2 separate regions of the Sus scrofa genome follow, and region 2 is linked to region 1. A link is a contact called in public HiChIP or PLAC-seq data. All regions are on one chromosome and are shown on one strand. The core of a region is the stretch at or near the end of the contact, and the rest is flanking DNA. Distances in the headings are between cores, read along the strand shown.

The links. HiChIP or PLAC-seq counts read pairs in DNA pulled down with a chosen protein or histone mark.
Region 2: a contact with region 1 is called in an H3K27ac HiChIP or PLAC-seq map of alveolar macrophages. The contact joins the promoter of SRRM1 here to the promoter of IL22RA1 in region 1. A contact is called at or near these places in 1 of 5 promoter capture datasets (liver) and 1 of 2 datasets of contacts at active chromatin or transcription factors (alveolar macrophages).

The regions. Positions count from the first base shown.
Region 1 is chr6:81,882,164-81,887,546 of Sscrofa11.1, forward strand. It overlaps IL22RA1 (interleukin-22 receptor subunit alpha-1), which reads right to left and starts at 2,854. Exons shown (of 7, transcript XM_021095535.1): 1 at 2,704-2,854. The coding sequence starts at 2,746.
Region 2 is chr6:82,305,875-82,311,257 of Sscrofa11.1, forward strand. SRRM1 (serine/arginine repetitive matrix protein 1) reads left to right here and starts at 3,318. Exons shown (of 16, transcript XM_021095577.1): 1 at 3,318-3,613. The coding sequence starts at 3,593. It also overlaps the pseudogene LOC100522323.

The sequences.
Region 1 (5,383 bases), core at 1,604-4,103:
TGAAATAAGAATCATTGGACTTATCTAAAGATAAGCAATAATGACCACAGCAGCTGACACGCATGAGATGGATGCCAAGTGCTGGCACTGGACTAAGTCTCCTCGTTAAGTCCTCCTGACCACCAGATGAAGCAGGTGCTATCATGACCCCCATTTTATAGAGGAGAAAAACTGAGGCTCAGAGAGGCAGCTTGCAATATGCAGCACAGTGCTAGACTGCATGTGGGGTGGATGCAATGGGGCCAGGAAAAGGCAGCAAAGGCCACAGCCCCAAGAAGAGGACCCGGGGGGAGAGCACTGCCCCTAAAGCAAATGTCACTGGAAACGAGAGCCCTTGACTTGCAAATCTCTTCTGTCAGCCTCCAAGCTTGGTCTGAGGAAAGGAAGAGAGGGCTGGCACCGAGCAAGCTCAGAGGGCCTGGCAGGCTGGGGTGGGAAGCCAACAGGTGCAGACCCAGTTGAGTCAAGGCCTTCAGGCTGTGTGTGTACAGGTGTCTTTGATGTGATGGGTACCCCCCTCCCCACCCATCCCATGACCGTGACTTCCAGCAGGTCTAGAAAGTGAGGGAGTGAAGAGTTATTTACTTCTCTGCTCTGAGTCCACACACTGTGCTTTTGCAAAAGGGGTCCATGGGCCTGGGAGGCATTTGTCGGGGAGGGAAGTATATCAGGACAGCCCGACCCTGCAGTGCACCCACTGGCTAAATCTATGGCCAAGCTCCTCTTTAATTCTGGGTTGGTCAGACCCAGAGGCTGCAGAAACCTTTGTGTCCCAGGCTTCTTGGGGGCCCCAGGATGGAGCCTGGGGTGTGGGGAAGGGAAGAAGGGGGAGCTCTTACTGTCTCTAGCCAATGTGATGGATGTGCTGCTGCGCTCCAAGTGGTGGTATCTTGCTTACATCTGAGTCTGGGCAGAAGTGGGGACCTTTCTGGAGGGAGGGGTACTGGATTCAGGGCTGAGTCTTAAGTTGAGGGAGGGAGTCCAGTTGAGGTCAGAATTCAGTGGCAGCTTTGAGTGAGGGGGCGAGGTTAAGGGCAGGGGAGAGGGTGGGATTTGAGAGAAGGCCAGGTGTGTCTGGGGGTAGGCTTGGTTAGGCTCTGCAGCGGGAAGGTTCCTGGTTGGGGTCAGTATCCTGGGTGGGCTACATGGGTTTGGAGGAGGCAGGTGGCCGAGGCTGGGACAGGCTCGGGAGGTAAAGGACCCAGGCTGGGTGAAGGTTGGTCCCATTCTTCAAGAGGTATTTGAAGCTGGCTTCCTGAAGGTGGGTGGGTAGACAGTGGCTGGCTCCCCTCTTTTCGGGGGTGTTGACGTCTAACAAGATTTCCCCTCTCCTCCTACCCACTCATTCCTCTTCCTCTAATCCATCACCAGTTCCTCAGCCTGCGTTGCCTCTGCACTTCCTGGGTGAAAGTCTACATTGTGAAATCCTGGGGAGACACGTATTGCCTAGAGACAGACAGCCTGGGGGACTTGATCAAAAGAGGTTTTTCTCATTTGTTTGGAAAAACAATTCTATGTCAACGAGATGGGGAGCTAAGGACACACAAACCAACAAGCAAAAATAACTTGACATGCTCAAGAATCAGCCCAACGATGCTGGGGCTGAAAGGACCTGGGTCTCTGCAGCGATCTTACTGATATTAACAATCTCCTGAGGGCTGTTCCCCTGAGTCCCCCATGGTAAAGGGCTGAGAACCTCTAAATCTCCAACCAGAATGGGTGGGGGGGTCTGAAGGGACATGACTTGGGGTCTCTCGGGGGATGCATCAAGTCTCCCTAGCTCATCACGAGTCCAGTGTGGTGAGAATGCCCCGTTTGCTGGCAAGTGGAGGAGAGGCTGGAAGCCCATGGATCCGGTCAGCACTCGTGGGGCACAGCAGTGGAGGGGGCCAGGAAGCTCCGGGCCTCTACAGCCTCCATCCTGCACATGAGCAAGAAGGGGCCTTGCAGAGGCCAGCCCGCCTCCTTCTTCAGTCAGGACTATGCTTTCCCTTCCCAAGAAAGTTCCTTGAAATTTATTAAACACCCCAGGGAGCACATAGACTGTCTAGAATCTCATGGCTTGGTCTGGAACTTCTCCATAAGGATACATCCAAAACCTACTTTATTGGATTAGAAAACTACGTCCTTTAGTCCTGTTTTCAAAGGAGCTCTGGGGGTTTTAAGATCTATTGATGCAACAGACCTGGCCACTCTGGGAGAAAGCGCTCTTTTAGGTCCAGCATGAGGGGCTGGAGGAGGTGGTCATAGGGACATGGAAGGAGGCAAGGGCTGGACTCAAGCTCTGTCCATCTTGTCCCTCCCCATGACAGGCCAGTGCCAGCCAGAAGCAGAGGCACAGAGGTACAGCATCTATCAGAAAGATTTGAGGGGTTCAAGGATGTCCATTTCCCTCAAGCTACTTCTCCATCCACTGGGGTAAGGGGATCCATACCCCCAGGTCAGACAGGTGGTTACATCCCCAAAGTCTTGAGGGCCACTTGAGTTTCTGGGAAAACCTGGGGTCTGAGGGACCTTCTCATCCTCCCCAGCAAGCTAAGTTCATATCTACCTCTCCAGAGAAACTTGGCACCCAGTTCAGCCCAGCAGAGAAGAAACTGAAACTGGTTATGCTGGAGCTGGATGGGGTTCCAGGGGAGACGACCCCAGATCACTGGCTCCCAGGTAGGGGGCAGGTCTGAGCACAGGGCGATGGACACTCACCGACCAGGGATCCCACCGCCAGGAAGGTCAGTAGCGTCCTCATGAGGGCCGGGCACAGAGCCCTCGTATGGTCTCCACTCTGGACTGAGCACAGAGGGAGGGCTGGGAAGCTTTGGCGCCTTGGCAGCTGGCTCCACCCAGGCGCGGGGGCGGGGAAAGGAGAGAAGGTGGAACCTGAGTGGTGCGGGAGCTGGGTACAAAGGTACCTGGCCTGGGTGCTTCGGAATTCCAGGTCCTGGGCGGGATCCAAGGGAGTTCCCTTCTTAGTTGTAGAGAACAGCATCAGTGACAGGTCGGCTTGTTTATCTGGTCTGGTGGCTGATTCATCCCAAGACTCTTTAATGCTTTATTAGTGAGCTGAGAGGCAGAACAGGCAAAAATAATCCGTGATGTATGGCCTTATCAGAGAGCAATTTGGCACTTTGGTATCAAAAGCCTACAACCCACCAATTCTTTTTGCTGCATTCTGGGAGTTCCATTCTCAGGAATTCACCTTAGGGAAAACAACTGGAGCAAATAAGGAGCAGAAAATATGTTCTAGAATGTTCCTGGTGGCAGAGGGAAAGCTGGACCCCTTGGCTTTGTTCTGGCAAGAGGAGATACGGGGGGCGGGGGGTTCTGCTGCCCTTCCTCCTGTCCTGAAGCAGGTCTGCCACGCTTGGGGACAGACTTCCTCCTAGAGAGGCTGCTGAAGGTGAGAAGCCCAGGCACTCCTACCTCGAGCCTTTGGGGTCTGGGACCTTCAGTCCATTAGAAAAAGAAAAGATCTCAAACTTTAGTGACTCCTACTGTGCTAGAGATGGGGGAACATTCAGGAATGGGACTTTAGTTTGGAACAATGAATATTTGAACTGCCCACTCACGCTGTCCTGACATGTAGAGCTGTATCTACAGGGATAGCATGAACTCCACCGGGATGGGTGTTTAGGGAATGATTTTCCCCCTTCTCTCTGGGCCTCAAGAGAAAGTTGAAGGGGCCTGGACTCTGGTTAGGGTGGACAGGATTAGAGATCTCTGCCTCCTGGGAGAGGTGGCTGGCCCCAGTCACACGACAGCAGGCGGAGACCTGGCTCTGCGAAGCGGGGCTAGAGAGGTCTTGGCTTTAGGAGGTAGTAAGTTGTGATATCGAGGGATTTATATTTAAGTTTTTCTTTTCTCTGTTGTAAACTGTTATCAGTTTGCTCTGTGCATCTGGTAAACTTTGATGAGACAGCCAAATTTGAGCTGTGCTTTGGGGAAATTAAAGTATGGTTTGTGCCAGACCTTTCTTGTTAATTGCAGGAAACTACATTTCCCAGAATCCTTTGTCAAGGCTTCCTGATAGGCTCAGCCAATGGGAGACACTGGAGGAAGACTGTCCAGCTGGTGGAGAAAAGTCAGGGTATTGCCCCCCTCTTCCTCTACTTTGATTGGCATCCCACACATCAACTGGGTCTCTTCCAGAGCTTCAGCTGCTTCCAGCCAGGCAGCTGCCACTGTCTTTCTGATGGGTGGTCTGGCTTCTGATAACAGCATCTCATGTTTCCCCTTTGGCTCAAAGGAGGGAGCAGCTTCCTGCTGTAGTGAATCTTGGGGCTGCTTCCCAGTCCCTGATTGGACTCTCAGCACTTCCATCACTTGGGTAAACAACCCTCTTGTACTAAAGTCCTTTAGTTTGAAAGATGTAAGAAGTTTCTGGATGTGGGGCCTTAGATGACTTTAGGGACAAGGGGGTGTGGGGAGATCATGGCAAGAGAAATAGGTTACAAACGCCAAGAAAGACCCATAAGGAGAGTGATCTTGGCTGGCAGTCTGAGAGGACACACAGCAACCCCACAATCTGTGGAACATGAATTCTTCCTGGGGAATCTCAGAAGCATCTGGAAGGAACCTATGAAAGGATTAGGCCCCTCATGGTTATGATGGACTACGACTGTGGGATTATTAATGAGAAGGAAGACACCTAGATCGTTAAAGAACTTGGGAACAGCCAGACATCATCACTAATAGCAAAAAAAAAAAAAAAAGAAAGAAAGAAAGAAAGAAAGAAAAAAATTAAAACGAGGACAGCATCCATGTCTGGAAATAGGGGTTTGGTTAAATGCATGGTGGTATGTCCACCCAATGAAAGGTGAACACAGCCTTCAAAATAACACTGGAGAAAACGATTTTGTGGCTTGGGAAAAATTCACCATAATTTGTCAAATGAAAATAGCATGGCGCAAACTATGTGCTGTACCAGCCTCGTTAAAACACATACACAGGACGAGAAAAAAAGTCTTGGACAGATACATGTGCAAATATTCATGGAGTTGTTTCTGGGTGGTAGAGACTCACAGATATTTTAATTTTCCTTCCTTTGCTCATTGGCGTTTTCTGAAATTCTTATAGAAAATGTATTGCTTTATATTTAGGAAGAGTAAAGTCATTGCCCAAAACAAGAAGACATGGAAGAAATGCCTTTGTCGGGGCTGGACCCATTTCTGGGAAGGCCATTCCTTCTCCCTTCCCCGAAGTCCCCCTTCTTCCAAGCTGGTTGGGATGGTGTCCCCTCCGGCAAGGTGCTCATGACAACGGCAGCCCACCAGGGTTTCACTTTAAAAAGTCCTTCTAGAGCTCTGGTCTGCTGTGCACTTAGTGTTGTCCAATAGTATCCAGATGGAGGTGGGGGCCAAGTGAGGTGCCAGCGTCGTTTGCAAAT
Region 2 (5,383 bases), core at 2,068-4,567, 420 kb after region 1:
ATATGCTGTGGGTGCGGCCCTAAAAAATAAATAAATAGAAAATAAAAATGTGTGGCCACATTCCTGAATATAACTTCTGTGGGTAGACTTTCTGTGGGCTAGGAAGCAAAGGAGAGTTACAGTTTTCTTTTATGCCTGTTGCTCATACCCTTCCATCTGTATTATAAACTCTCTGAGGACTGTCTTAAACTTCTGTTGCATCTTTTACTATATCTAAGAACACCATGCTGAGCTTGGTGTAAGGGCTCAGTAACATAAAAGAAAAAAAAAATCGTATGTCTTTGTAATTACTTATTTCTAGTAACAAGTCCTGGCCAATCAAAGAGGCGTTGTCTTGAGAGGGTAGATCGCCATCTAGTGACTCTTGTTACTAGACTAGAAAAGTGTGTTTCAGAAAAGCCCAGGTCACTACTTCTATGTCTTATACATTCGATATATTCAAAAACAACTAGAAATCTTCCTATAGTTTGACAGCATGATGTATTCATAATAATGATGAATTCAACTAAGCTTTTATTTTCCTTTAATGCCAAGGGATTCCTGACCTACATCAATCTCGAAATGAAACAGAAATTTACCAAACAAAATACAGACTAAAATAATCTCATGGCTGAGATAAAGGTGACTGATGAATAAAAGCCGATGTATTTTGTTTTCCTTTATTGAGGAAAACAAAAGGGTCAATGACAGAATCACAAGGAAAACCACCAATTACAAGATTGGCAGCAAAAGAGCAGATTCAGTGAAGGGAGGTCAGTATCATAGAGAATATTAAGATGTGGACATTGTGATTTCATAGTCCCATCTGGTTAACTTGCTCTTTCTGTGGAAGCCAGTCTTTGACCCTCTGACAGTGCTTTTGTTTATGCAACAAATTTTATTGAGGTGTTCCTATTGTGGCTCAGCAGAAACAAATCTGACTAGTATCCATGAGGACGCAGGTTCAATCCCTGGCCTCGCTCAGTGGGTTAGGGATTCAGCGTTGCCATGAGCTGTGGTGTAGGTTGCAGATGGGGCTCAGCTCCTGTGCTGCTGTGGCTGTGGTGTAGGCTGGCAGCTACAGTTCTGATTCGACCCCTAGTCTGGGAACTTTCATGTGCTAAAGGTGTGGCCCTAAAAAGACAAAAAAAAAAAAAAAAGACAAAAGCAAACAAACAAACCCACTTTAACGAGCCTACCCTATAGGACAGACACTGTTTTAGGTGCTAGGGCCATATCAATATACAAAACAGACAGACATCCTGACTTTAAGGAGCTTACATTCTAGTGTGGGAAACAGACAATAAACATATTAAAAATAGGTAAATATTAGAAGGTGATAAATGCTGAGGGTGGGGGAAACAGTAGGTTAAGAGGCATCAAGGGTGTAAAGAGAGTTAAGTGATCAATTTCCAGGGTAGCCTCATTGAGAAGGTGATACTTGAGTAAAGCTTGAAATTTGCAAGTAGATATGTGGGGAGAGAGCATTCTGGCAGAAGATACAACCAGAAGTTCAAGCACTGCGCAGTGTTAGGGTACTAGGAAATGAGATTCAAGAAGACGGGGTGTGTGTGTGTGTGTGTGTGTTAGTTCCCATCGTGGCTCAGTGGTTAACGAATCCAACTAGGAATCATGAGGCTGTGGGTTCGATCCCTGGCCTTGCTCAGTGGGTTAAGGATCCGGCATTGTGTAAGCTGTGGTGTAGGTCGCAGACGTGGCTTGGATCCCGAATTGCTGTGACTGTGGCGTAGGCGGGTGGCTACAGCTCCGATTAGACCCCTAGCCTGGGAACCTCCATATGCCAAGGGAGTGGCCCTAGAAAAAAAGGCAAAAAAAAAAAAAAAAAAAGATGTGGGGGCATTTCCATTTCCTGGGATTCCACCTTTGCTGGAGAAAAGGAGGAGGTATTGGGAGGTTTTGAGCTTGAGTGACTTGCCTAAGGTTTTCCAACGGGCTCACTCTGGTGCATTTAGAACAGATGCTGATCCGCAAGGGTAGAAGCAGGGAAACCAGATAGGAGGCTAGGGCAGAAGTTCAGGCCAAAGATGATGGTGCTTTGAACCTAGACGATAGCAGAGTGGGTTTCTTGATGGTTTGGCAGTGAGATGTGGGAGGAAGAGGAGTCCAGCTTTTTTTTTTTCTTTTTTAGGGCCACACCTTTGGCATACGGAAGTTCTCAGGCTAGGGTTCGAATGGGAGCTACAGCCGCAGGCCTATGCCACAACCACAGCAACAGGAGATCCTTACCCTCCTGTGCAAGGACAGGGATCGAATCCGTGTCATCATGGATACTAGTAGGGATTTGTTACCAATGAGCCACAATGGGAACTCCAAGAGGAATCGAGATTAACAACCAAGGCTTGTATCTTAAACAAAAGGAAAGATACTGCCATCAACTGAGGTAGGGAAGACTTTGGGAGGGACAGGTCGGGTTTTTGGCCTGGTGGAGGGTGGAGGGAGGGAGTTCCAGGCAGAACAGGAGAAACGAGGAGCCCAGTTCCTACTTATGTTACGTTCGTGACGTCTGTCCAAGCGGAAACATTGAACAGGACGTTGCCAATACATGTTCGAAGCTCAGAGGAGAGGCCTTGAGCTGGAAACCTATGAAGTTGTTGGCAGAATTGGTATTTGAAGCCAAGAGAGTGAATACATTGTGAACAAAAATCAGGAAAGGGAGGCAAGTGTGTGTTGGGGGGGGTGTGTGTGTGTGGTTACGTTACAAAAGATGGCTAGAGAAGGGTCACATGTTCCCTTTCAGAGAAAAAGAGAGTGCATAAAGGAAAGGAGGCAGAAGGCATCCGGTTGCAGGCCCTCGCAGCCAGAGCTGGGCCGGTGAGGCACACGTGAGCTCCGAAAGTCCCGAAGCCTGAAGGCCGGCTTCCTTTCCGTCAGACTCTGCCCGGGGGCCCCGGCTCTCATCAGCTTCCTGCCGGTTCCGAAACTCATCTAACGGACATTTCCAGCTTCTCCCCAAAGCTAAGGAGTTGTAGCGGAAGTCGAGGGTGCGGGACCAAAACGCAGATTTCATTCATAGTACAGAGCTCGACTACTTCAGGGCCGACCTCGATAACTGGAAACTCGTAAAAGCAACACAATCACAACTTTTCTAACGAAAGCGGAGGCCGCAGGCTTCTCCTCTGCGCAAGAGCGGCCTCACAAGCGTCACCCTGAGGTAACAGCCTTTCTCCACAAGCTCTCCATGGAGCCCCCCCCCGGGGGGGGGCAGAAAGCCGCCCCCACTACGGGTCGAAGGAAGGGTCAATTCACGCTGAGCGAACAAGGCTGGTTAAGCGCCACAAAAGGTTTTGCAGGGCGGGGCGACCGGACGACACTCTCTTGCTCGCTCCCATTGGCTGTGGTCGCGAGGCTCTCCTCAAGGACTGGCCACTGGAGAAGCTCGGAGTCCGGTAGCAGCCCGCCTCCCGGAACGCGCGTGCGCACACTTGGCGAGCGCTCTCCACACTGAGCAAGCGCGGCCTCGTGTCCGCTGGAAGGGCGGGTGGAGCAGCGCGAGCTGCGTCCCGGCGCTCGGCTTTCCCTGCCGGTCCCGCCCTCCGTCGCGGTGGCGCGGTGCACCTTGGGATAGGGAGCGATCTCCGAGCGAGGCAGCAAGATGGACGCGGGATTCTTCCGCGTAAGTAGGAGCGCGGGGATCTGGGGTGAGGTGAGGGGCTTATCGAAAAGGCCCAGCAGGAGGCCTAAACTCGAGATGGGGTGGCCAGCGAGCGGAGACTTCGAAGATCCTGAGGATCCTCGTTGCCAGTGGACGCTTCCCCACTACCCTGCGGCGGGGACCGGTGCGCCCCTGCGCAGTCTCCTCCTCCGGGATCGTCCCCCCTACGCGGCAGCGACGGTCGCCGGAAAATGGCGGCGGGAATGGGCCTGAGCGGTACCTTCCCGCCCGCCTCCCTGGCAGGGCCTGCAGGGAGAGCCGCGCGCCCCACCGGGTCCTGGGGCCTAGCGGACCCGCGAGGAGGAAGTCCCTGGGGGGAGGCCGGAGGGAAACCCTGAGGTGACTGGCGGCAGGAGGGCCCTGGGGAGGACAGGTTTGGGGGTACCGCCTCAGGAGAGCGGGTGAGAGGACCGGAAGCAGCCTTGAGCCGCTTTTCTTGAGAAAGCGGGCACCAAACCCCCTCCCCCCGCGCCTCGCGCGCCCTCCCTCTTGGTCTAAGCCTTCCCGAAGGCTCCGGGTCAGAGTTCGCGGGAGCTCCCGCCCAATTTGATAGCCCTTCAGGGAGGGGAATGCAGATAATTTGTAGTTAGAACGTTTGAGTCTGAGACTCCAGGCAGAGGGTGCAACAAAAAGTATGCGCGTTTGTGGAGGCAGGGGTATGGAGTGGATCTACTCTTCGTTCCCGCTCACCGCCCCCCACCCCCTGTGAACGTTCTCTTGAAAATCTTTTTGGTGAAAAGGTTCCTCTTGATTCTCGCCCATCACCTGGAGATGGGGACGTTTTCTCGTCGTAGTTGGCCCTCAGGGCCCATACTTTTACCGGGCGCGTGCTGGACTCTTTTGGTCCCCTTTTACACTCCCGTAGGACCCATTCGAGATCTCGATGGGTGGGAAGTGACACTGATTGGACTAGAGTTTGCAAATTCTTTTTAAGGCAGAACGGACCATATAGAGACCAGTTGATTTAAGTCAGAATCTGTAGTGCATATTGGCTCTTTCCATTCCCTGGAGCATGTTACATGCAGTTTCTGTGTGTTTAAAGGAAAAGATAAAAGAGGGTAAGACCGGGACTTTAAGATATGTCTTGACACTCCAAAGCTAGCATTGAAATGCCTTTTGTCTTGGCTTTAAATGTGCCAACTAGTTTTTCATTAAAGGTTGAAGTGTTATTCCAAGAATTTGATACAGCCGGTTGTTTGATTGTTCTTAGGTTATGCAAACAGTACTATAGTTATTTATGTAATGATCGTTTCCAGTGAGTTTATATCAAATTTTCACACTGCAGATGAACTCTCCATTTTGTGATTTCCATCAAAGTTTTTTTGTGGTAAATACTCAACATATCCTGTAGTCTGAATGTATTCTTTTGAAACAAGTCTGTTCTTTTAATTTTTTCTTGTTATTGTCACTTTCCCTCGGAAGAGAGTTCCAACAGAAAAAGAACAAAGTGGCTGTTTTAAGAATGAGATTTGCTTTTAGTGTTGGTAAAAATCTGGAAGGAAAGGGCAGTGTTTTATATATTGCCTTGGGTTCTTAGAGAAGTTGATTAGATTTGAGCTCTGAATTAAAGATTTTAGGGCAGTTATTCTTTTAGTACACTTCCATCGAGTAATAGACTGAATTTTTCAGTTAAGATGGAAATAGTACCTTTCATTTGCTGAACTTCTGCCACACACCAGTTACTTTATGTATATCGTTTCGGATATTCTCAGCCTTGGGAGGTAGGTTTTA